7 separate regions of the Mus musculus genome follow, and regions 2, 3, 4, 5, 6 and 7 are each linked to region 1. The links are chromatin contacts, called in public ChIA-PET, HiChIP or PLAC-seq and promoter capture Hi-C maps. All regions are on one chromosome and are shown on one strand. The core of a region is the stretch at or near the end of the contact, and the rest is flanking DNA. Distances in the headings are between cores, read along the strand shown.

Region 1 (3,351 bases), core at 289-2,788:
TGCCTGATATTGGGGCTGTGAACTGAATCTGGGTCCTCTACAAGAATAATATATGCTCTTAGACATTGAACCATTTCTCCAGCCCTGAAGAATGAGATCTTAAAGCCAAGGAGACTGTCTGTAGTACAAGGTCCGAAGTGTAGTACAAAAGCAGCCCCGGGTCAACAGTGTGCGAGACGTTATCACGCTGGCAAGAACCAGAGCAGCGGTGAACAGGGATGGAGCCAGACTGCTAGATTTACTAAGAAAATGGGAGGACTGGAGGCTGTCGAATGATGACATGACAAAGATCGACAAGTACATTACTGAAGTGCTCTGAAAAGCTTGGCATGTATAGAACGTAGATAATATAGAACATAAACACATTTTTGATATTTTTCAAATCTTTCCTGTTTTTTGTTTGAAATTTATGTAGTCCAATCCTGCAACAGCCTCCCAAGTGCTGTCATTTACAGTGTGACCACAACACTGGACTTCATTTATTTTATAAATGAAAATAAAAGTGCAGCTTTTTTTTATCTGTATCGTATCATAACAAATCACCTACTTATGGCTTGTAAGTATTTTGCAAACAGATTTGTTGTTTTGTGGTTTTCAAGACAGGGTCTCAATATATTCAGCTGGCTGTCCTGGAACTCTGTAGATCAAGCTGGCCTTGAACTCAAAAGATATCTGCCTACCTCTACCTCTCTAGCGCTGGGATTAAAAGCATGCACGACTAGGTCCAGCCTCCAACAGATTTTGAAAATTATTTTTCTATGTTATTATGGTAAGAGAACCACATAATCATAGTGGAATTTACATAGAATATTAACGACAGTCAATTTTTAACACATTGTTAAACTCAGAACGCTTGGAAGAGTCTTCCAAACCGTCCCCAAAACTGCGACCGAAATCATCTTTATAAAATAAAAGTGGCAAAAAAAAAAAAAAAAAAAAAAAAAAAGCGGTGTGACTTAAGTAAAAACCTGAACTTAGAATTTGGGTTCCTATCCGTTCTCTACTATTTAAAGACACCGGAAACACATTCTGCCCCAGGATGCCTTCAGCACATTCGCTTATTCTTCAGCAACCCTTTGGAAAAGAAAAAAAAAAAAAAAAAAAAAAAAAAAAAACCAAAAAAAAAAAAAAAACCCTGTAGGCATACGTGTGCCTCAGCTCCATAAAGAAGTCAGCGGACAACTAATTGGAATCGATTCTATTGCCACCAGAGAGGTCGCAAATTTCAGGTCGTCAGGACTGGGAGCAGGCGTCCCTACCGGATCCACCTCCCCATCCCTTTAATTCTAAGAGTCTAATTCTAATTTAATTCACCAACGCTTTAATTCTAAGAGTCACAGTCGAACTTTACACAGCACTCTCCGGCCAGTTCACCTAGTAACCCGGTCATCTGCAGACAAACTAGCGCCCAAGCGCGACCCGGAAGGAGAACCTGCCCTTCCGCCTCCTAGTCGCCAATCACCGCTTTACTCCCCTTTTCGCAGCCGGGGTGAGTCCCACCCTCAGGGAGCCGCCTCGGCTGTAGCAGGGGAGGAGGCGGCGCGTGCGCAGTGGTGCCGGTGGCCCTTCCGGTGCGCCGGACGCAGCTAGGCTGTACAGACGCGGGCACGCACACCAGCACGCACGCCCTCCTCTCGTGCGGCCGCGGTCGTTCCCGCGTCCACCAGCAGCGCTGTCGCTTCGGCAGAAATGCTGCGGGCCTGTCAGTTATCCGGCGTGACCGTCGCGGCCCAGGTGAGCGTGGGGTCTCTCCGAAGGGGCGCGTGGTCACGCTGACTGCGGACTGCCAACGGACAACGTGAGAGGCATCCATGATGCGCACCCCCCCCAGGCAGAGCCACCCCTAGTGCGGGGAACCGAGGCAGTCCTCTAGGGCGGCCGCTGGACTGGAATGACTCGAGGGTTATTGCTGAAGAAGCGGGCTGGGGTGTGGAGCGCGGGGAGGCGGGTGTGCCGCTGAGGCGTGGCTTCAGGGACCTGGTATCCAATCAGTACCTCCTTATCTCAGTCTCGGACCAATCCTGGCTGCTGGCGTCTGGGCCGCCGGTTGGGCACGTGATAGGTTTCCAATCGTGAAGGTCGGCGCGGGAGAACTACAGTTCCCAGCAGGGATTGCTTCTCAGGGCTTGTTGCATCTTTAATAAGCAGGTTCCTGGACTGGTGGAGAGCCTAGGGGTCAAAGTTGCTGTTAATCTGGGAGTGGGTTCCTTTTGTTTCCGTAGCCGAGAGCGCCTTTGAGCTAGTCTTATAGTAAAAGGTGAAAGATTTTTCATTTCTCGAGCTTAAACTTCTGGTGCTGAAGGAGGACAGAAGTCATGACCTTGTGCTTATTTCTGAGATTAGCTTGGGGATCAGTGTCTCTAAGCACTGGAACCATGTCTGACATTCAGGTATCTTAGGCGCCCTGTTTTGTCTCTCTTTAATTTTTCATAACTGTCAGTATAACTTTCTACAGTTGAAAATAAAAACCCCATTTCCATTACTCAGAAGTTTTAGAAAACTAACACTTGAAAGGTTATGAGGAACATGCTGCAACTTGAGCAGTAATTGGATAAAGTTTCGAGACAGGGTCATCCTGAGATGATTGAAGTTAAGCAGTTTTGTTCTTTATTTTTGCTTTACTGTTTGTCCTTCAGCCTCTTGCATAGGGAAGTGAGCCCCGTATTAGTTTTCTGTTGGTATTTATCCAACAGCACACATTAAGCAGCCTGTAACTACACCCTCATTGATTATCTTCCAGTTTTTGTAGTAGTCTGGACATTAGTGTTGTGGAGTCTCAGCTTAGAGTCATGCAAGGCTTTGTTGAGAAGTATTAGCTGTGCTTTGATTCTCATTTGTAGATAGTACTTTTTACTTCCTCCAAATTCATAATTAGCTAAATCCAGCCCCTTCAGGTGTTGCACTAAAGTCCATGTTCTCTCCTGTGTCTTGCAGGTGGCTGCTCTCAGCTTTTAGAACCTTCTAACAATTTCTTGCCACAAGGCACTTACAGGCCATTCCTAACACCAAACACGAAACACAACACATTTAGTATTACCATGTGCTTCTTTCTGTCTTTACTTCAACATCTCTTCTCTCATTGATTTATTTACTAGACTAGCCCTACCTGAGTAACTTCCCTAATTCAGATTTCTTTTTGGGGAGCTCAGTTAGAGACTAAAACATGAATGGTATTCTAGCTCTCAACAAACATTTTAAAGTTCCCTGAAGTCACTGTCAACAAATTCATAGGTTTATTGTCATTACCTCTTCATTCATTCTGTAGCATTTGATATTGCTGCTTATTTGTGTGTGTGTCTATCTGTCTGTCTGAGAGAGAGAGAGTGAGAGAGAGTGTGTGTGTGTGTGAAT
Region 2 (3,351 bases), core at 403-2,902, 990 kb before region 1:
GGTAGCAGGTAACTCCAAGGGAAGAGTTTCTTCCAGACACAACAGTACCAGTATACATACGAGCTTAAAATGGAATCTTTAAAAATAAATAAAAAGAGAAAGGGACCATATGAGCAGAGGAAAGTTCACATGAAGAAGCAATAGAGTAGCCATCTAACAAACCAAAAGGGGCCTCAGAAGAACTCGATTCTGATGGCTCCCGATGGAGGAATTCTAGCCTCTAGAACACATATGCTAGAGGGAATTTGCTATGACAGCCCTGGAGAATTAATATACAGGGCAAGAACTTCCGGTCCTTGGCTTTCATCCTAAGCAACACAGGGTAAGTTGAAGGTCATATCCTGCCCTGTAGGGAAGCAGGAAAACAAGGGACAAAATGTCTCATAGAGGAAAGGCTGAGTTCCACAGTGGAGGACACTTAGGAGGAAAAACGGGACTCCTCTTCGAATTTATTAAAACCATGTGAGTGAATCAGAGCAATCTGGGTGGAGCTGAGGAATACTAATGCCTGTGCAGTGTGTGTGAGATGAGAGAGGACAGGAAGACAAGGCGCTTTAGAGATTTGTTGTACAGAAGAGAGAAGGAATGTGGTGAGAACTAAAGGGAGAAATGGGTTTATAGGGATTGGGGCTGAGTGGAAATTAAGTGTGCTTCATGCAGATGGAGACCAGCGTACACAAACTGCCAACATCATTAAAAATCTTCCCAGTGTTTGGTTGGTGTTCTGAGTACACTGCTGAAGGATGCAACTTCTTACTCTTCCACACACCAGCTCTGAAATCTTCAGGGTATTCGCAACTACTTTAAGAGAATTTTAAACGCTTTGGTCAAACATTTGAACCTTCCCCACTTTGGTCGTTGTCGTTCTATTTCTCCTGAGGGCAGTGTAAAGCATGCCAAACCAACCGGGAGACTTAATAAATTTTTGTGACTGTGTGACCTTGTGCAGATTACTTCAAGTGCGCCAGGCCTGGGATCCTCCTTTATAAACAGGTTAAGAGGCGTTCCGGGCGCTCTGGGTTATCTGTTCTACAGATCACTGTCATCTCTATCAAAGCTGTAATTGTAATTCTTAATACCTTCCTAGCCACAAATTGGGCAACTCCTGAACTTCTAAGGACACATGACCTGTGCAGTCACTTTCCCCCAACTCTCATCCCTTCTTTCCAAATAAATTCGGCTTGGGAATAGCAAAAGCATCTATCCCTTTAAGATCAGCCACCTCCCGGCCACCCGGGACTCCTTTCCACTCTTCTTCCTTTCACAGGGGACGGTCCTCTTCACACTCAGAATCGGCCACGTACTAAGTGCCGCTTCCAACCAATCAAGAAGCAGTTAGCTCAGGCCTTTGAGGAGCATCCACTTTCACCAATAATCTCCAAGCTTTTCCCAGCGCCTCACTTTGAGGGGCGAGGCCAATCAGGGAATGGACCAATCCGTTCCAGAAGTGGCATTAGGGAACTGAAATGATTCACCAATCGCCTAAGAAGACTCTGGGGAGGGGCATTTCTCATTGGCCGTCGTTCCCGGAAAAGGGCCGGACTGCCACAGGGAAAACTACAATTTGATTGGTAGGTATAATGTTGACAACAAGGAACGCGTCTGCCTGGCTCGGAGTGGCAAGGCGCGCAACCAATCGCAGAGCAGACGCACGGAACCCTCGCTCAATGGGCGATGTCTGCACAAGGCTGTCACTCAGGTGGCAGTGGCTGAGACGTGGCCGGGCAGCTCTGCTGCTGCGGCGCGAAGTCGAGAGGCGGCGGGGTCCGTGGCGCGCGCTCGCAGTGCTCCGAGGCTCCGAGCGGCGAGACGGGCGGGCGCCGACGGCAGGGTCTCCATGCCCGCGCGTGGGGCGGGCCGCTGATGGAGCGCGCCACCCGGCCCGGGCCGCGCGCGCTGCTGCTGCTTCTGTTCCTGCTGCTGGGCTGCGCGGCGGGGATCTCGGCGGTCGCGCCCGCCCGCAGTTTGCTTGCTCCCGCGTCGGAGACAGTGTTTGGCTTAGGGGCAGCGGCCGCCCCGACTTCGGCCGCGCGGGTGCCTGCGGTGGCAACGGCCGAAGTGACCGTGGAGGACGCCGAGGCATTGCCGGCTGCCGCTGGCGAACCGGAGTCACGCGCGACGGAGCCCGATGACGACGTGGAACTGCGGCCTCGCGGCAGGTGAGAGGTTGGGAACTAGGGTCGGGGCACCTCTCGCAGGGATGCGAGTGACTGCGGACAAAGCAGAGAGCCGCGACACCTTCCTGTCCCACTCTGAGCGCCTGCCTGGTCCTGGCTGTGGGAGGGCAACAGCATCTTTAAAGGAGGATGAGGGATGCCTGGAGAATGCAACACCCGGCTTAGGGAAGAAAGTCACTTCCCCGCTTTCATTGTTTTCGGGCTTTAACCATATGCACTTTACACTCCCATTCCCAAATACTTGACTCGTTCTGTCCTGATTCTGTTGCGACAGGTAAAACGACTTTCAAAAGAGATGCCTACATTTATCCTTCAAATACAAGTCTGTTGTGGCTCCTGGTCGAGGGTTTTGATTTTCTGTTTCTCTAATTGAGATATGCGGGAACACCTGCATCAGAATTACCAGGGGGATGCTGGTTAAATGGACAGTTTTCTAGGCTCCGCCCCGGTTTTACTAAACCAGACCTTTTCTGGGTAAGAACAAGCACTCTCAAGAGCTCCGAACACACTTAGAGGTTAAAGTTTAAGGAGTGTGCTTGGGTTCTTTTATCCTAGCAGCTTTTTGATATTTAAAGGGGGTTAGCATAGTTTATTTCAGTTGGATTTCTTAGCCTTATAAACATACAAATTCAAGAGACAAGTTTTAAAGCAATTTTCAAAGTCTGCACAGAATGTAAAATACTTTAATAAAGTATTTTTCAGATAGCATGTGTGGAGAAAGTGGCACTATTTAATAGAAAGAATGCTAAAAGAGCATTAGGTAAATTAAGAGCTGCATCTAAATTAGAACATATCTAAGTTTGTAACATAGTAGTTATAGATTATAAAAAGTATCAGAACCTTGATCTAGGTACCCAGTGATTACCAGAAATAAACAGGGCAAGCCCTAAAATTCTCCATACACCATTTGAATAGTTATATTTAAGAATGTTTAAGTAATAAAGAATACAATTTCATCTATTTGCGAATGTATGAACTCTCCTAGATGAGTGAAACAGCTGTGAAGAGTAAATTACACGAAGTAGAGAGAACTATTCTGTTTTCCTTAGAACACACACCTGCAGCAGCAGGGACTTTCTAAAGCTGAGCAGAACCCCTGGGGTTATGGAGGTAGAGCAGGAAGCCTCTGCTCTTGGAAGGAATACGCAGTCAATCCAGCAATCGGGATGAAGCA
Region 3 (3,351 bases), core at 581-3,080, 960 kb after region 1:
TAGACACGCCAGCAGGGAGAATGAACCAACCAACTCTGGAAAGCTCTGTGCGAGGCAGAGACAACGAGCAAGGCGCCGCACAGCAGGAGGGTGTGCACCCAGGATTTACCATCCAACCCAGCATCAGCATAGGAAACTTGGATGTGGAGTAGCGGCTCGAAGACCAGGCCAACCCCGAACTGCACCCCTCATTTCGCAGGGGAGAGAGGCGGGAGCTCCGAGCTGGAGAGGGGTGAAGGAATCCGCCCTCATTTGCACATTGTCTGGGGCCGGGTCAATTTGCTTAATCACCGCTCTAAATGCCAGGCACACAGCACACAATGCGCTCCCATTAACAGGTTTAAAGTGTCGCAGCGCTCGCTTTAAATGAGAAAAGCCCGCAACAAAAGGGGGAAAAAGCCAAGTAAGAATGCCTTGGGTCGCCCTCCAAACCATCTCAGAGGAGTTTAAAACCCAGAGTTCTGCAGAAAAATTGAGGCCCTGGGGGTGAGGATTGGGGGTGGGTCGTGAATAGTTCACACAAAATAAGGAGTTTGTACAGCTCACAGCAGCCCAGGGAACCCGCAGGTCAGAGGACATCTCAAGTCAGGATCCTCCAGGCCCTTGCCCAACTTTCTCCCTTGCCAAGGGGAAAGCTGACCAATCTCCGGGAAGGAAAGCGAGACACCCCCCCCCCAAACACACACCCCCCACCTCCAAAGGCAGGCACAAATCCAAGTTTTCCTTTGGTAGGAGCAAGGAATTTGGGAGGCTGGGAGGTCCCACCAGGCCGCAATCTCCCAAAGGCGAGAAGTTAAAAGAACTTTACTTTCATCCCGTTACTGGCCAAAAGCAGTCTCATACTAGGCCGCCACAGGGGAGTTTGACTCTGCAAACAAGTTCGGCCCAGGATCAGCTCAGGCAGGAGGCCCCATCCCCCACACCACGGAAAGCCCAGGGGCGCATCCCGCCGGGCCCGACGCCCACCGGTCCCGGCACGGCCGGACTGACACTTACGGTGCGCGCTCCACCAGGAGACAGGGGTCCGTTGGAGAGGTACGGGCTGCTCAGGTCTGGAATCATCAGGAAGGGGTACCCAGGATACGCAGGTCCCTTAAAAAAAGCGCCATCCTGGGGCCTTCTCACTGCGGACAAAACCAAAGTGGAGTGAGGTCAGGGGTCCCCCAGACAGAGTAGCTATCTGGAGCTCGGGGCGGGAATCTGGAACCCGAGCACCCCTCGAGTGAGCCCCAGAGTGGCTGCTGCAGCGATGGGAGGAGAGCAGGGGTTCCGCCACCCGGACCGTGGAGACCCGTACGGCCAATCGCTGATGGCTGGAGAGTGGAGACTGACGGAGAAGGCACTTACCTTCGGCGAAATAGTCGCGCGGCTTCTGGAAAGCGTCCCGGGCGGGCTGCGGGCGCCTCTCCGCCTGTGGAGGAGACACAAAGGCGAGGGCGGGTGAGCGGGAGCGGGACCCGGGTCCCCCAGAGGCTGACCCTAGGAATCCCTTTACCTCGGAGTCCGAGCTACTGCTCTGATTCTCCGATTCGTTGACCAGGGACGACTTGACCTCATCCAGATCCCTCTGCGCCGAAGCGCTGTCGCTGCTCGGCTCTTGCTCTTCGCCCCCCTCGTCCTGGAAGGGGATCAGCTCGTCGTTCGCTCCGAGGTCGTCCCCTCCACTGGTTGCCCCGGCTCCGGAGCCACCGCCTCCCCCGCCGGCGCCGCCACCGCGGCCACCACCGAGCTGGGGCATGGTGGGGCCACGGGCCGGGGCCGCTGCGCTCGGAGCCCCGCGCCCTGCCTGGCCCGGCCCGGCGCCCCTCCCTCCCTCTCGCTGGCCCGGCTCCGATCGTTTGGCCGCTGCGGCGACAAAGTTTTGACAGGGCGTGGCTCTGTGGGAAGCGGGCCCAGCACCGCCCAGCCGGGGCAAGAGACACTCGGCTCCGAATCGTCCCGCAGCACGGAACCTAGGACTCCCAACTAGCCGCCGCCACCGCCGCTGCCTTCTCGGCCCGGGCGTCCCAGCGCCTGGCCCGCCGGGGAGGGGCGATGGGGAAGGAGGGAGGGACCGCCCGGCGGGGCAGGGGGGCCGGAGGGAGGAGCCCCGGCTGCAAGCTGACACCCGCGCCTCTCGGAACCAGGCGAACTGCAGCGCGCGCACGCACACTCGTATTCACACTCGCGTCCTGCTCGCTTGCACCTTCCGGGGCCTACAACTACCCTCCTCGTGCGACCACCCTACCCCTCGAACTTATCCAGATCCCCTCCAGTGAACTCCATGGCTACCCTGGGAAGTCCTTTCTCGCACCCTCCCTCTAAGAGTCTGGCCCGCACTCCTTCACATCCCCTAACTTTCTTTGCAAACAAGCCCCAGAACTCCGCGCGGGTTCCCACTCCGCTCCCACCGCACTGGCAGGCAGCACTGCCCCCTGCGGGACAGCCGAGGACTCGCAGATCCGCCGAGCACAACCACTCAGCCTGCCGAGTACAGGATCCCATCAGCCCTTCTACTCAGCCAGATTTTGTGACACTTTGAAACAAGTTGAGCGGTCTTACATTCCCTTTCCTATGGTATTCCAACGCATTCCTGTCCCCAAACTGTGTTTTTGATCACTTCCTCTTAGTAAGGAACTACTGCAACCTTGAAGATCACGCTTTCTCTCTAAAGCTGGAGAAGAGGTGTGAAATTCAATACTCACTGTCTTGGATTCAGACGGGATTTTAACTGTATTGATTTTAAGAAGAAATTATCACCCAGAACTCCCAAAGCTGATTAGGAAGCTGCCGTGATAGCCCACAAGCACCATAAGCAAATTACCTAACTAGCTTCATAGGTAAAAAACAGACTTGAGAGAGTATCTGGGCGCTAACAAGATGGCTCAGCAGGTACTTACCGTCAAGCCCCATGTCTTCAGTTCCCTGTCCGGTACCCACATGGTGGAAGTAGAGAACAGACACTCGTCCTCTAGCTTCTACGTGTGGACCATGCCATGTGCACTCATTCCCTCACAAGTTAGGTATCATTTAAAAGATGGAGATGGTAGAGCGTGTATTTAGCATTCATGAGGTCCTGTGTTCAATCCTCGGGACTAGATAGACTCATATATCCTCAGTCAGCTGGGGATGGGGGAAGTAACGCCACTTGGAGCCATCCTCCATGGGGACATTGGTGACAACATAAATTTTAAAATCAGTCTAGAACGTCAGTATGAGCATATTTTTTAAATGTTTTAAACACAACTGAAAGCCAGGTATGGTGACCTGTGCTTTTAATCCCAAAACCTGAGAGAGGAAGCAGAGGCCGGTGGATCTCTGTGAGGCTGAGGCCAGCCTGGTCTACACAATGAGGTACAAGACAACTGCTTA
Region 4 (3,351 bases), core at 636-3,135, 770 kb after region 1:
ATGTATGCCCAGATTCCTAGAAATCTGGAAGCAGAGGCAGGAGAATCACTGTGTATTTGAGGGCAGCCTGATCTACATAGAGTTCCAGGTCAGTTAAGACTACCTAGCAAGACTCTGTCTCAACAGAAAACAAAGCAAGGGCAGGTGAAATGGCTCAGTGGGTCGAGGTGCTTGCCAGCAAACTTGATGACCTAAGTTCAGTCCCTAGAGGGACCTAGAAGACTGGTAGAAATAAAGAAGCAATTGTCTTCTGACCTCCACACACGCACCATGGCACACACCGCTCTGCTCACCCAGATAAAAACCAAAAAAAAAAAAAAAAAAAAACACACACACACACAAGGGGCTGGGAAGATGACTCAGTGGGCAGGAGGGCTTGCTTCAGGGTAAAAACCTGAGTTTGGCTCCCTAGCACTCTGGTCGATGGAATTAAAAGGATTGCTGGTTGCTGGGCCTAGTTCCACATTCAGTCAGAGAAGCAATTCTACCAACTTCAAAGGTAGAAGGCACAGAGTGACAGAACAGGCAATTTACAGTCCCCCTGATCTTTCTGTTCCTATATGGGCATGCATGCTCACACCCACACACCAGAGAGTCAGTGTGGAAAGGCTGGGACTGTAACCTAGTGGCAGCAAAGGAGGCTCAACCCCTGATATCGAGGGGGAAAATGAGAGTGGATGGTTCTCACACAACTGACAGTCATACTTCACAGACTCAGAGGACTAAGTCAGTGGGGAGGCCCTCCACGGAGCCAGTCCTCCACTAGGGGACTATGATTTACATTCCCCAAGGACTGACTGCCAGTAACAAACAGCTTTTGGGCTCGACGCCTGGCTGCCTGTGATCTAGAGAGGATGGTGGTAACGTCCTCCCTGAAACACCCCAGGAACTAGCTCCCCCCCCCCCTCCCCAGAACCTCAGCATCTACCTCTCTTTTCCTTTCCTTCCATCTCGGCCTAAATGACAGCATAAGATACACACACATCAGATAACCTGGCAGGGTCACAGGTAGGACTGACAAAGTCTCGGGAAGGCTCTCCTGTTACTGTGGGGAAAACGAACCAAGTAGCATAGAAGCATGACCTGCTTTACATACCGGACTGGAGCACCGCTGGGGCCTAAAACAAGGACAAAACACTCAAAGTTACGAAGTCATTCCTCCTGATAGTGGGTACCTGAGGAAATGGGCCTCCTATACAAACAAATCCCTCTTAAGTCAAGTACGTATTTCAGACCTACTTTCCTCAAAGGGCAACATTAAGATGGTAGGATATCTAGACTGTCTGCTGGAGCTTAAACTCTCTGAAAAGCTGATTTAGAAGCTGGTGCGTCCTTAAATGCAAATAAACACACAGGATGATCCTTGACTTAGTCTTTCTTGAGGCTTGTCCTAGGTGGCTTGCACTTTGAGAGCCTGATAGAGTAGTTACGATTAGGGGAATCCACCTAGGGATAACGTCGGTGTGAGGCTGCCAGTCCTGGGCTGACACAGGTTTAGGAGAGCTCCTGTGCAGGTCTCAACAAGGTCTCAACTCAGATACCCAGACAGAGGCTGTGTGGGCACAGAAACTTTGTCACTGCTTGGAAGAGGAGAGGGGAGGAAAGCAATGAACTGCCTCCGAGGTTCCAGCGAATCCAACACGGAAAAGGCACCAGAACCCAGGTCTTCTCTGCCTCCCAGACAGGATCTCTCTCAGACCTGCAACTTTCATCCTTGTTGTGGTCCCGCGGTGACCATTTCCACCAGACATCGTCCTCCTCACCCTCACCTCCCTCACCAGACCCCTTGCTCACCGGACGCGTCCCCAGCGTTCCGGTAAGGGGGGGATCCCACATCCCCCTTTTCGCGCAGCCGTGCAGTGTCGCCTGTCTCGCGCTAGAACTACATTTCCCATTAGGCAATTGAACTCCTGCTCTGCAAAGATCATACGGAGGTCCATAATGGACAATCTTCATCAGTTTTGAGCAGGCGTGAGTCAAAATGCTTCGGCTCCTCCAAGTCTGGTATTACTCCAAGGACGAACTAGAGGGGCGGGGCCTCAGCTATAAAAGCCGAGCTCAGCGGGGAAAGGACGCGGTCTTCCGAGCCCTGGCAGCAACATGTGGATCACTGCTCTGCTGCTGGCCGTGCTGCTGCTGGTGATCCTCCACAGGGTCTACGTGGGCCTTTACGCTGCAAGTTCCCCGAACCCCTTCGCCGAGGATGTCAAGCGACCGCCTGAACCCCTGGTGACCGACAAGGAGGCTAGGAAGAAAGTTCTCAAACAAGGTCAACTGATGGGTTTCAGGCCTGCTCTCGGGCCTTCTGCTCATGTCTCCCCATTAGTAAAGTGCTGGGAAAACTTCTCTTGCACACAGAGGTTCCATAATTTAGTGTTCTTTGCTTCTGAAAGGGTGCAGGCATTACCCTTGGCACGCCAAATTCCAGCCCCGCCAGTTGGAATCTTTTCAGCTCACGGCTTACACAGAATAAGAGACCTTTCCCCTACTTGGGTCTGGAGCCAACTTTTCCCTATACTTCTGTGCATGCTCGGGGGCACAGGGAAGCAGCACTGAAAGTTTTCCTAACAAGCGGGTTGCAGGCAAAATGTAGTCCAGTTCATAGAACTGAAGCTTGATAATAACTTCGGAATTTCAGTACTGGCTAGGGATAAGAACTCCACTCTCCAGTGAACCATCTCTAAAGCACGTGTAGAGTGCTCCCAAGGTTTGTGTTTTTGAGACTGGTCTCACTTTTGTACTGGAGTTGGCTTTGAACTCTCTTCGCAGCCCAGGCTCAAACCCGGAGCAGCCCTCTTCTTCTGTCCCCAGCATGATGAGATAGATTACAAGCATGCACCAGCATGTCTGCCTTTCAACGTTTTACGGAAGTGTTGGAGCTGGGCATAGTGGTGCAACAATTTAATTCCAGTTTGGACTACACAATGAGACCCTGTCTAAATGCACACATCAAACCCCAAAACAACCAAAACCCCCAAATGCAAAACTTTCAAAAAACAAACAAGGATCACCTCTTTGACCTCCAGGAGCCTCTGACTTGTAAATTTTAGCCAAGCCTAGGCTAGCCTTAACTGCACTATTTTTTGGGGACTGACTTTGAACTCCTGATCCTTGTGCCTCTACTTCCTAAGAGGCACCACACCCAGTTATTTTATTATTGTTATTGTTTGTGGATTGGGGGAGAGGCAGGTCTCATACTTGTAGCCCAGGCTAGCTTATAACTTGCTATACAGGACAAGTGTGTCTCAAATTCACAGTGATTCTCCAACCACCATCAGCAAGAGATTACAAATGGTGGGATTACAGATGTGAGCCACCATGGCTTGGATGGAGATTTTTTTTTTATTTTAT
Region 5 (3,351 bases), core at 306-2,805, 720 kb after region 1:
CTCAGTCTCAAATGAGCAAGCAAATACCAACTCCCCATATCCACTCTGTGCTCTGTTTTCTCCAGGCTTTCCCCTAGCAGCCTCCGAGATAGGTTAGGCTGGTCTGATGGTTGGATAATTAGCAAGCTTGCTTCGGTGCTACCTGGGCCAGGGCCATGACTCTGAACACTAAACTCTATGGCTTAGTGGACTTATGGATCTGACTGTTGACTAACATTCTTCCAGGATGGGCCTGTCAGGGTCCCTGGACATTGAGTCACCCAACTGTAGCTGCTCCTTAGGTGCAAATATTCCTGAACCTCTCAACCTGTGAGTCATGAATCATTTGGCAAAGTTTTATCTCTAAAGTATTTACATTACGAGTTATAACAGTAGCAAATGACAGTTATGAAGTAGAAGGAAGATAATGTTATGGTTGGGGGGGTCACCACAACATGAGGAACTGTATTGCGGGGTCACACATTAGGGAGGTTGAGAACTGCTGACCTAGGGATTAGGAGGGAATAAGAGCCTCCTTGACTGAGCGTCCTGTTTTCTATGTGACTTCGGGCTGTGCCCCAGGGTAAGGCTTTCCTGGGGCCAGCAAGTTAGATCAGACTGATTCTATATTATGGTCCTGTGACTGTGCGAAGGGAGCGGCTGTTGCTTTGGGTTGAGCTTGAAACCATATGCCCTCTGTCCTGGAACTCAAGAGATCCACCTGCCTCTGCCTCCCGAGTGCTGGGATTAAAGGCAAGAGCCACCATGCCTAGCTAAGGGGCATAGAGAGACTTCATGTTTCAAGACACCTTGTGTGGTGCCTCATTACATGTAAATCACTAGTGTTCAGGAAGCAGAGGCAGGATTCTCATAGCATTGAAGCCAATCTGGGCTACAGATTTAGTTTCATAGCAGCCTGGGTGCCAAAGTGAGACGCTGTCTCAGTAAAACAACCAAACAACAGTTGGTCACGATGGTGCACTTTTGTGATCCCAGCATCCGGGAATCAGAAGGGTCAAGTGTTCAAGACCAGTTTGAGCTGCCTTTAGAGGCTAGCCTGACTACATGAGAGCTTGTCTCGAAAACAAAACACCAAAATGAACACACATACACACACACACACACACACACACAGAGAGAGAATGTGTCAGGGCCTCAAACACTCTCTTGGAACTTTGCTTCAAAAACAGACTGGTTTACAGAGAGATTTCCAGGACAGCCAAGGCTACACAGAGAAACCCCGTCTTGAAAAACCAAAAGGAGAAAGAGGAGAAGGAAGGAGGAAGGAGAGGAAGAGGGAGGAGGGGAAGGGGAATGGAGGAGGAGGAAGAGGAGGAGGGAGAAGGAGTAGGTCATCATCACATGTACTCAGGGCAATGAGACAACTAGTCAGGGGGAGGAGGAAAAAGTAGTGTAGGGCCAGTGACCCAACCCAGGAAAAGTGACTAACCAGCCACAGCAGGGCCTGAGCAGACTCAGGCCTCTGCCGGGGCTAGTGAGTGGAATGGGACTTTCCTTGCTGGTCTGACTCTTTAAATTGTTCAGAATCTGCCTTGCCCGAGGCCGCTGTGATGAGACCTAGTCAGGCTTTAACCTCCCAGTGACCATGTCTGAGAAATAGCAGCCTTCCATCCGCATGGCCCAGCCTTGGAGCTGGCTTTCCTGAGCCCTTAGACTTCTGAGTACTGAGCCTCCCCATGGGTGGGGCAGGTGGGTGGGGCAGCCCAGTGGCGAAGAGGGAAGTTAGAAGCTAGCTATCGAGGGGCAAGCTGAGACGAGTTTGAGAAGAAAAGGCCCGTGGAGAGGTAAAACTGGGAAGGGCTCTGTAGAGAAGGGACTAGGACTCTCATGAGTGGGTAGGTGAGGGCTGGCTGCTAGGGTCCGGGAACAGGTGGGAACGGTGTCCCCAGGCGTAAGTCAGCTCAGGTCATTAGCTGTAGTTTTGCAGCTGCAGAGTCTTGAGTGGGTGTGGGTGGGATGTGTTCTAGCTGCTGGGGAGGAGCTGAAGGGTCTGGGCTCATCCTGGTCTGTAGGAGGTGGTGTCAGACCTGAGAGATCCCCAGAAGCCATCAACCTGTCGGGAGGTGAATTCAGATCTGGTGGTGTCTGTCCCCAAGATAGCACTATCCTGGGCCCAGACAACTGGAAGGAAGGGAACTGAGAAGGAACAAGGTAGGTTCAGCTACTTGAGGGACAGTCAGCCAGCCCCCAGTTAGAGGGTTGGCTGGGGACCAGTGTGGAGAGAGATGAAGGTAGAATCTGGGGGTGTGGGGAGCGGGATCTGCTTTGGCCTGTCCTGGGGGTTCAGAGCCACTGCTGTTCCCACTTCTAAGAGACATTGGCCACAGTCAGAAAGTCCTGGGCTTCTTGAATTGGCCCTCTATTTCCTCCCTAGGGCCGCTATTTCAGCTCACACTAACGGGGCGGATATGGTCTTTGAGGGGAAGTGACCTGTTGTGAGTCAGGGTCCAAGAGGGCAAAAATAGCCCCAGTTTTCCTCAGTACTGGGCCACTGATGCACATTGATAGGATCAAGCATTTTGTTGGAGGTAGGAGTGGACTCCACTTCTAAGCCCCCAGTGTGTCCTTAAAAGGTATTCTAGCCAGAGTTAGCCAGCAGGGCACACATCCTCCCCCCCACTGCTCACGACAGTCAGATGGGCCTCGTTGCCCTCTGGCTTTCTGCTTCAAGGCTGCTCCAGGCCTTGCCTGGATGTCGAGATCCTAAGCAATCCCGTTGGTTTTCATCTAGTCCAGTCATTGGATCTCAGCAAGTTAGGACAATCAGACACTTTTCCGGGCACAGTCAGGTGTGTCCAAAGGTCCATAGGCAAACTCAGCTTCCTGCTCCAAAGGTGCTTTCATGTCTCGGGGAGAAAGCCAGCCCCTAAAACTCATCACATTGTGGCACAATGGGGGAAAACGGAGTCCTCAGCAGAGGTGGCCAGCTGTGATGTAGCTCAGTGGTAGAGCATTTTCCAGCTGTGCCCTGTGGCCCTGGGTCTGGTTCCCGGCATGCTTCCCGTTCCCAGTGAAAGACACAGAGGCTGCCTGTGAGGTGGTGAGTTTCCCACCACCAGAAGCATTCAAGAGGAGGATGGCGAAGTGAGCCACAGAAGAGGGCTCGTTCGTGTGCGCTAAGGACTATCTAAGCACTAAAGCCTCTTCTAATGCCGGTCTGTGATTATGTGACGGTCTGATGGGGAGGAAGTTGGTCTGTGGTTTCTTTGGGTATGATGGCTCCCCACTTCCTGAACCTTCTAGGTAGGCCATAAGGCATGGACTACTCCTCATGCTGAGCCCCCCCCCCCCAACAGATCTTGAAGGAATGGAAGTGAATAATAGACTCTGTCATGAATGCTTGTGATAGGG
Region 6 (3,351 bases), core at 254-2,753, 630 kb before region 1:
GACAGCTGGAGGACAGGAAAAGTGTAGAAGAGACACAAATTCAAACATAGAGGAAGAAATACCCCGACACCTTCAGCTGGCCTATGCCTGTGACCTCTAGGGAAAGGTGGGTGATGAGGCTGGGTTTGGCAAGCCTAACAGCCTCACTAGAAGCTTAGACAATGGCAGTCATTTTGCAAGACAAAAATGAAAGCAAAGTGCAAGCTCTATTTTGAGCAGTCATCACAGTCAGGACAGTAGACACAGACCTTCCACGCTATCCGGGGCCTGTCACTGCTAGAGCAATAGGGACCATGGGTTCAAAACTGAGGCATGGCATACCCCAGCCTCAGATTTATAAGTCTATGTAGCCTCGGGGCAGAAAAGACTAGAGGATGGAGGGCCGATGGCTGTGAGTAATGAGGCTGATGCTAAAGTCTAAACAGAAGAGAAATAGGCTGTGAAGTGGCACTTGCTGAGAACTGCCTAGGATGCTGGAATGGGGAGATGAAGATGCTCTGGGTGACAATTCCCCCATGACAAACAAGAACATCAGAGATCTTTGGAAGCATCCTTAGGCCTCTTCCCCAAGGCCACTTCTAGTCAGGCTGAATGCCCGTGTACCATCTTAGTGCCCTGTTCTTAGTTGTGAGGCAGGGATGGGACAAAGTCAGCAGGTAATGCCATCTTTCTTGGCTGGACTTGTCTCTAGCAGATAAAATAATCTAAGTTTTCAGACTGCTGCTTTAGTTAAAGAGCTTACACCTGCTGACAGTAGATGCCTTCAAAGGGGAGGCTTGTCTGGACTAAGGCTTGCCTGGACTGAGACTTGCCTGGATTGAGGCTTGCTTGGAATCATTGAAGAAGAATTCTCAAAATACAAAACAGCTTTAAGGACTGATAAAATGTATGTAAAATTATGTTTGTATAATAATAAAAAATGAGAAATAAACATAAGGTTATATGAAAAAGGTTTTGAGTTCAAAGGTATTTCTCCCCATGTAATGCGCGCGCACACACACACACACACACACACACACACACACACACGTATGTGTGTTTATGTATGTACATATGGATATGTAGTGACATGTATATAAATATATGCATACATACAAGTGTACACATGTACAAACACATACATATGTGCACTTAGGTATATATGCATATGTGCATTGCTGGAGATGTGATTCACATGTTTCTAAATTATTTCTAAATGTATGTATGTTGCACATACATACATTTGTCAACATACATTTCAACCATGCACACTTATTTCATGAGTAGGGTTAAGTCACCATAAAGGCAACATTTACAGAGAGCTTTGCCCTTGGTTGGACTCACTAATGTTTGCTGAATTAGAACAAACCTCTGCCTTGCCCACTCTGATTTTTATCGTTGACCATTGCTCTCAGGAGTTAATGTTTGAGCCTGGCCATAAATAAATCGACAATCACTGACCTATGGCCTATATCTGAGGAGGAAGAATCCCCTTATAAAATAGGCAACAGTGGGTGACCTGGCAGGCAGAGCTGTTGTGGTCAGCTGTGGAAAGGAAGCCTCGTTGCCACCATGAACTTCTCCGGCAAGTACCAATTGCAGAGCCAGGAGAACTTTGAGCCATTCATGAAGGCAATAGGTGAGTGGTGATTATGACAGCAACGAGGGGCTAGCCCTACTATCAACAGATAGTCCAGGTCTGGTGTTGAGGTGGAAGGAGGGGTCCAGGCTATACCGAATTGAGGAGTTCTCCAGTGACTCTCCTGCTCTCTTGTTACTTTTACTGCTCCCCACTGGACAAAGCTACTCCAGGGAAGTGGAAACAACCCTACATTGGAAGATGAACTGGTTCGAAGTGTGTGTCTCATGGCACTTTATTCTAAGACCTTGTTCCTTCACTCACTTTCTAGCAAACATTGATTCAAGGCCAACCATACGCCAACCCCATGCTTGTACATATACCAGAGAGACAGAGTGTGATAGGCTACAATCCTGACCAATGTTCAGAGACAAAGCTACAATCTTGACCAGTTATTTGGAGATAAATGGAATGAAGTGTCTCCTAATATGTATGACTCTATACCAGGCATTGCCATGCAATGCCCACAGTAAATACTCACCATAAAACTGAGCTGTTTTCCCATTTTACAGTTGAGGCGACTGGGGTAGGTGAGGTAGCTGTGATGAGGCTCACAGTTTAGAGAGTGTTTGTGTTGGAGTTAGAAGCAGGTGCTGGGTCCCAGAGACCCTATTTAAACACCCTATGTCTCCCAGGGTACTCAGGTACGGGGGAGACTGTGATGATGAAAGCTGAGCCTGGAACCAGGGAGAGAAGAGTATATAACAGGAAGAAAGAGGCCTGTGGGCAGAGGGGGAAGTGGAACAAAGGGGGTTACCAACATGGAAAAGATGAGGAACAGCAAGAGTGGGGAAAGGACTCTCGGGTCATCCTAGGACTCAGAGCTTCTTTTGCAGACAAGTCAAAGATCATGAATGTGAGGATCCCTTAGTTTTGCAAGGGACCCTCCACTGTCACTGTGAACTCCCCGGTTCTTGTGAACTCCTGTTCATGTAAAAGCACAGATTTGTTCTGAAATCTGAAAAGCCCTATTCTAGGGTAAAGGATTTTTGTACATTACCCCCAAGAGCCTTGACTCCAGAGGCCACAGCAAGTTTGCCAGGCATGGTCCTACTTTGTGCATGGCCTAATTATCTGTAGCTCCCATATCACTTCAAAGGTAATTGGATTTGGAAGCTAAACATTCTGGAGGATGAAGTGTTCCCACTCTAAGAGCCAGGCCACTAAAGAAGGAGGGATCTGTGGGGGGTGGAGGGGAGGATGAGTAAGAAGCAGGGAGCCACAGAGGGAAGGGTCTTTACAACAAATGAATCGCTGGGCTGAGAATGTGGCTCGGTTGGTAGAGTGTTTGCCTAGCATGCATGAAGCCCTGGGTTCAATCCCTTGCACCATATAAGCCAGGTACAATGGCACATGACTGCGATTTTAGCACTAAGGATGTGGAAGCAGGAGGATCAGACACTCAAGGTCATCCTCCACCATAGAGTGAGTTAAGGCTAACCTAGGCTGCAAGAGACCCTGTCTCAAAAAATAATAGTACTAACTGGCAAAGTACTAGCAGACTACCGACTTTCCGCATCAGAAGGCAAAGACCTAACTGCTCACAGGACTACTGTATGGAAATGTGTGGGGTCTCTGTTCTCCCAGTTTTTAACTTTACATGGTCTCTACCAGGTCTGCCCGAGGACCTCATCCAGAAAGGGAAGGACATCAAGGGGGTGTCAGAAATCGTGCATGAAGGGAAGAAAATCAAACTCACCATCACCTATGGACCCAAAGTGGTCCGCAATGAG
Region 7 (3,351 bases), core at 417-2,916, 610 kb after region 1:
AACAGTCCATTTCCCCTATTATTAGACAATAGGGAAATGAGATTTTTTTTTTAACCATGAAAATAAATTTAACAGAAGAAACACCAGCAAACAAAAAATGCAGTAATTTTTTTTTTTTTGAGACAGGGTTATAGCCCTGGCTGTCCTGGAACTCAGAAAAATCCACCTGCCTCTGCCTTCGGCTCCAGGAAACTTTCAAGTGTGCTCTAAGCCATATCCAATTTCTCCTTGATTCATCAATTTAGAAAATGGCAGTATCCTGGTCTGGAATGTTTGTGGTATTGAGACAGGGTCTTACACGTGGCCCAGGCTGACAAACTAAACTGCTTCCATACTTTAAACGCTGGGATTGTAGTAGTTAGTGTACCACTGTGCTTGGCTCTATGTTCCTTGATTTTTGTTACTACCCCAAAATGTGTATTGCAGCCACAGAACCTTAAGATGGAATCTAATGGCTGTACTAAGGAGTGATTCAATAGATATGGAGATACTCCTTTCCTTGAGGGGAGTGTGGGAGGAGCCACAGCAACACTTGTCTTTCAACCATCACTCATCAAGATGCTCCTCACAAGCCATGTAATAATATTGCTGTGGACCCCCTGCGAACGGAAACAGCTCAAACTGAATATTAGTATTTACTAAATGGTTATGTTCCATCTGAAACCCAAAGTCCATATAATAGATTCATTATAACCGATCTCATCATGGCGGTTCAGTGGACAAAGCCTTAAGGAAACATGAAATAAATCCTCCTTTAGTTGTAGGAAAAAGACCAAAGGGAAGACTTTAAAACGAAACCTAACGCGATGGGAGTATACACTTAATTCATGCACTTCATCCTTTTCAAGCACACTCTAAATAAGGGATGCCTTCTCTAATTCGCGCTATATTTAGTCAGTGGCAGTCTGTCACCTTGAAGGCTAAAGGGCATGTCTACCCATGCTCTTAAGCGTTTTCCAGGGGCCGGAAGTCAGGGATATTAGAGATGGGACCTTCGGAGACACCAGCCCCCACTTCCAAACTAGGGGTCGGGTGGGTAGAGGCCGCCAGCTCCGCTTCGCCCCAATTCCACATGCGGCGAACACGTGGTAGCCGCTGCAATGCGGGGCGCGCGCTCCCGGCGGCCGGACGCGAGCACGCGGGGCGGGGTCGCCCACTTGAGGTTTTTCCAGGCGACGGGACTAAAGAGGAGGAAGCAGTGCCCTCCCCGCGCCGATCTCAAAACTGCCTCGAGCCCCCGCCCTTCTCGATTTCTGGAACCTTCCGCATGCCGGGGCGCGCCGCCGGATGAGGAGCGGAGAAAGGGGGAGGGGAGCGGGGCCGCACATTGCAAACTCGCGGCGCCACGAGGGAAGCGCGCGGCCGCTGCCATGCCCACCGCCGCCGGAGACGGCCTCGACCACCCCCAGCGCCACTGCCCTCCGCCCTTCCCTCCTCCGAGTCCCCGTCGGCTCACCTGGGTGACCTTCCCCTACAGACTCGGAAGTGAAGAGGAACGTCCCCTCCTCAATGAACGCCTCGTGGAAGCCGTTGAGCTGCCCGTTCATGGCGGCGGCGGTGAGAGAGGGCGACTCTGAGGAGACTGAGAGGCGGCGAGGCGGAGGGCTGCGGAAGACACAGAGGGAGGATCGCTTCAGCTCTCGGCAGGCTGGAGACTCGGAGCGAACGGAGCGGCGGGCGAAGCGGCCCAGTATTTATAGAGCAGGGGGTCGCGCGCGCCCGGCTCGGGCTCCGCCCCTCGGCGTCGCGCGCCAATGCGCCGCGGGCGGGCGGATGGGGGTTGGCAGGGAGGTCCGCCGAGCCGAGCTCCGGCTGAACCATTCTACCGATGGGGGGGGCGAGCAGAGCTAACCGGGCCTCCTGCCAGTAGTTAGTCATCTTGATGGCGTGGGTTAAATGGAGATGTAAGTGAGTAGACTTGGGGTTTACGCCCATCCCCACGTTGATTGCTGGAGAAGAGAGGATTTGGATTTGAAGGACGGCCTCCCCTGTACGAGGGTATGGTACATCCCTCCGACCGTTGCCCACGGAGGTCTGCCGGCGCGCGCGCCTCCCAGCGGCGGCCGTGGCGGTGGCGGCCGTTTTGTGCTGTGGCTCTCGCCGAGGGTCTTTCCTGCCACCACCACCCTCCATTCGCCACCTCGTGCACCAGCGCCGGGTGGCCCTCTGCCATGTGAAGGTGGCCATGTTGACTGGCCAGCGGAGGCTAATAGGCACTGCCCTTATCCATCCTACACGGTTCCCTCCGGGGAACGAGAGATTGTGAGGGGTTCTAGCCCTACCGTTAGTCATGCCTCGAGTAACTGCTCTGGGGAAAATGGCTGTAAAGCCAACTAGCAGGAATGCTGTATTGTTTTTCCGAACAATTGCCACTTGCCGGCGGCCTCCCCTCCCCCCTCGCCGAGCCTCGTGGACCCCCGTAGTCTGAGACGGTACTAGATTCTTTTCTATCCTAAATCTGACTTTGCATGGCTTGGTTTTCCATGCTTCCTAGGAAGAAATGGACGTTCCAATCTGTTCGAGAGAATATGAATGCTTCTTTCGTGTGTGTAGGGGAGGGCGCTATTCAAGCCTTCAAATGTGCTTCAGATGAGCTTGTCAAGGTCAAATGGCCTCGATTTTATGACACTTTCTCTTTTAAACTTTTGCAGTTGTCTCAGTTTTGCTCATGAAATGAATTAACAGACGGGGAAAAAAAGGGAAATAAAACTCCATACAGACAAAGAGTGGAGTCTGGAGCTAATTGCATGCAGAGACCCTCTATGAGGCCAGTGTCACACAACTGTTGGGTCCAGTCTTAGGGCAGGCCAGGAGCCTGGTGGCTTTTGAGAACCAGTGTTTGTCAAGAACATCGGGTTTTATGATGCTAGGGAACAGCCTGCTCCTAGCATAAGATGCACTTGACTGTGAGGCTGAATGACAACCTCCGGCTGCCAGCTGCCTTGCCTCAGAAAATTAGGTACACTATGAAAAGCAAGGGGCATTTCCCTCTAGGGTGTGTGCCAGTGCAAAGGTGGGAGTTTGAGAAAGGCACTGTGGGAAACAAAGGAAGCTCTTAGACTGTGCTATGCTAGGAACAAAGAAGATAAGGGACACACACAGGCTCATCTCCATGTCGGAAACCACATCGTTGCAGGCAGCCTGACAGTATTTTGTTCTTGTTCGTTGGGTTTATTTTTAAAACTAGCCCTTCATGAGAAAATAGTAAAGACTTTCATAATTTTTACTTGTTTTAGGGGCTAGAGAGATGGCTCAGCCATTAAGAGTACCTCACAATGAGTAATAAAATTGCCAGACAGACCAAAATGCCTGTGTAGACCGGTCAGTGCATTACCTTCCAGCAGAAAAATC

The links. Promoter capture Hi-C pulls out the DNA fragments that hold promoters and counts their contacts. ChIA-PET counts read pairs in DNA pulled down with a chosen protein or histone mark. HiChIP or PLAC-seq counts read pairs in DNA pulled down with a chosen protein or histone mark.
Region 2: a contact with region 1 is called in an H3K27ac HiChIP or PLAC-seq map of extraembryonic endoderm stem cells, with 12 times the contacts expected there. The contact joins the promoter of Eif2ak3 here to the promoter of Immt in region 1. A contact is called at or near these places in 10 of 39 promoter capture datasets (3T3-L1-derived adipocytes, the HPC-7 cell line, cranial neural crest and 7 more), 2 of 484 Hi-C or Micro-C datasets (embryonic stem cells and uterus), 2 of 115 datasets of contacts at active chromatin or transcription factors (bone marrow-derived macrophages and extraembryonic endoderm stem cells) and 1 of 9 other capture datasets (adipose tissue).
Region 3: a promoter capture Hi-C map of pre-B cells shows a contact between it and region 1. The contact joins the promoter of Tcf7l1 here to the promoter of Immt in region 1. A contact is called at or near these places in 1 of 39 promoter capture datasets (pre-B cells) and 1 of 9 other capture datasets (adipose tissue).
Region 4: a contact with region 1 is called in a promoter capture Hi-C map of neutrophils, with 6 times the contacts expected there. The contact joins the promoter of Elmod3 here to the promoter of Immt in region 1. A contact is called at or near these places in 7 of 39 promoter capture datasets (erythroid cells, hematopoietic stem and progenitor cells, hippocampal neurons and 3 more), 1 of 484 Hi-C or Micro-C datasets (uterus), 1 of 115 datasets of contacts at active chromatin or transcription factors (bone marrow-derived macrophages) and 1 of 9 other capture datasets (liver).
Region 5: a promoter capture Hi-C map of pre-B cells shows a contact between it and region 1. The contact joins the promoter of Capg here to the promoter of Immt in region 1. A contact is called at or near these places in 2 of 39 promoter capture datasets (liver and pre-B cells), 3 of 115 datasets of contacts at active chromatin or transcription factors (memory CD8 T cells, microglia and pancreatic cancer cells) and 2 of 9 other capture datasets (liver and macrophages).
Region 6: a promoter capture Hi-C map of liver shows a contact between it and region 1, with 3 times the contacts expected there. The contact joins the promoter of Fabp1 here to the promoter of Immt in region 1. A contact is called at or near these places in 9 of 39 promoter capture datasets (3T3-L1-derived adipocytes, cranial neural crest, embryonic stem cells and 4 more) and 3 of 115 datasets of contacts at active chromatin or transcription factors (embryonic stem cells and extraembryonic endoderm stem cells).
Region 7: an RNA polymerase II ChIA-PET map of memory CD8 T cells shows a contact between it and region 1, with 56 read pairs. The contact joins the promoter of Mat2a here to the promoter of Immt in region 1. A contact is called at or near these places in 2 of 39 promoter capture datasets (erythroid cells and pre-B cells), 2 of 484 Hi-C or Micro-C datasets (erythroblasts and regulatory T cells) and 3 of 115 datasets of contacts at active chromatin or transcription factors (effector CD8 T cells, memory CD8 T cells and pancreatic cancer cells).

What each region holds. Positions count from the first base shown.
Region 1 is chr6:71,829,782-71,833,132 of GRCm38.p6, forward strand. It overlaps Immt (inner membrane protein, mitochondrial), which reads left to right and starts at 1,539. Exons shown (of 15, transcript NM_001253681.1): 1 at 1,539-1,734. The coding sequence starts at 1,690.
Region 2 is chr6:70,842,863-70,846,213 of GRCm38.p6, forward strand. Eif2ak3 (eukaryotic translation initiation factor 2 alpha kinase 3) reads left to right here and starts at 1,653. Exons shown (of 17, transcript NM_010121.3): 1 at 1,653-2,159. The coding sequence starts at 1,864.
Region 3 is chr6:72,787,215-72,790,565 of GRCm38.p6, forward strand. It overlaps Tcf7l1 (transcription factor 7 like 1 (T cell specific, HMG box)), which reads right to left and starts at 1,831. Exons shown (of 12, transcript NM_009332.3): 1 at 1,496-1,831; 2 at 1,348-1,411; 3 at 997-1,124. The coding sequence starts at 1,738.
Region 4 is chr6:72,596,528-72,599,878 of GRCm38.p6, forward strand. Elmod3 (ELMO/CED-12 domain containing 3) reads right to left here and starts at 1,886. Exons shown (of 12, transcript NM_001253692.1): 1 at 1,795-1,886. Retsat (retinol saturase (all trans retinol 13,14 reductase)) reads left to right here and starts at 2,075. Exons shown (of 11, transcript NM_026159.5): 1 at 2,075-2,269. The coding sequence starts at 2,101.
Region 5 is chr6:72,547,718-72,551,068 of GRCm38.p6, forward strand. It overlaps Capg (capping protein (actin filament), gelsolin-like), which reads left to right and starts at 1,556. Exons shown (of 10, transcript NM_001042534.3): 1 at 1,556-1,784.
Region 6 is chr6:71,198,376-71,201,726 of GRCm38.p6, forward strand. It overlaps Fabp1 (fatty acid binding protein 1, liver), which reads left to right and starts at 1,504. Exons shown (of 4, transcript NM_017399.5): 1 at 1,504-1,618; 2 at 3,233-3,351. The coding sequence starts at 1,552.
Region 7 is chr6:72,437,890-72,441,240 of GRCm38.p6, forward strand. It overlaps Mat2a (methionine adenosyltransferase II, alpha), which reads right to left and starts at 1,667. Exons shown (of 9, transcript NM_145569.5): 1 at 1,457-1,667. The coding sequence starts at 1,547. Particl (promoter of Mat2a antisense radiation induced circulating long non-coding RNA) reads left to right here and starts at 794. Exons shown (of 1, transcript NR_046011.1): 1 at 794-2,726.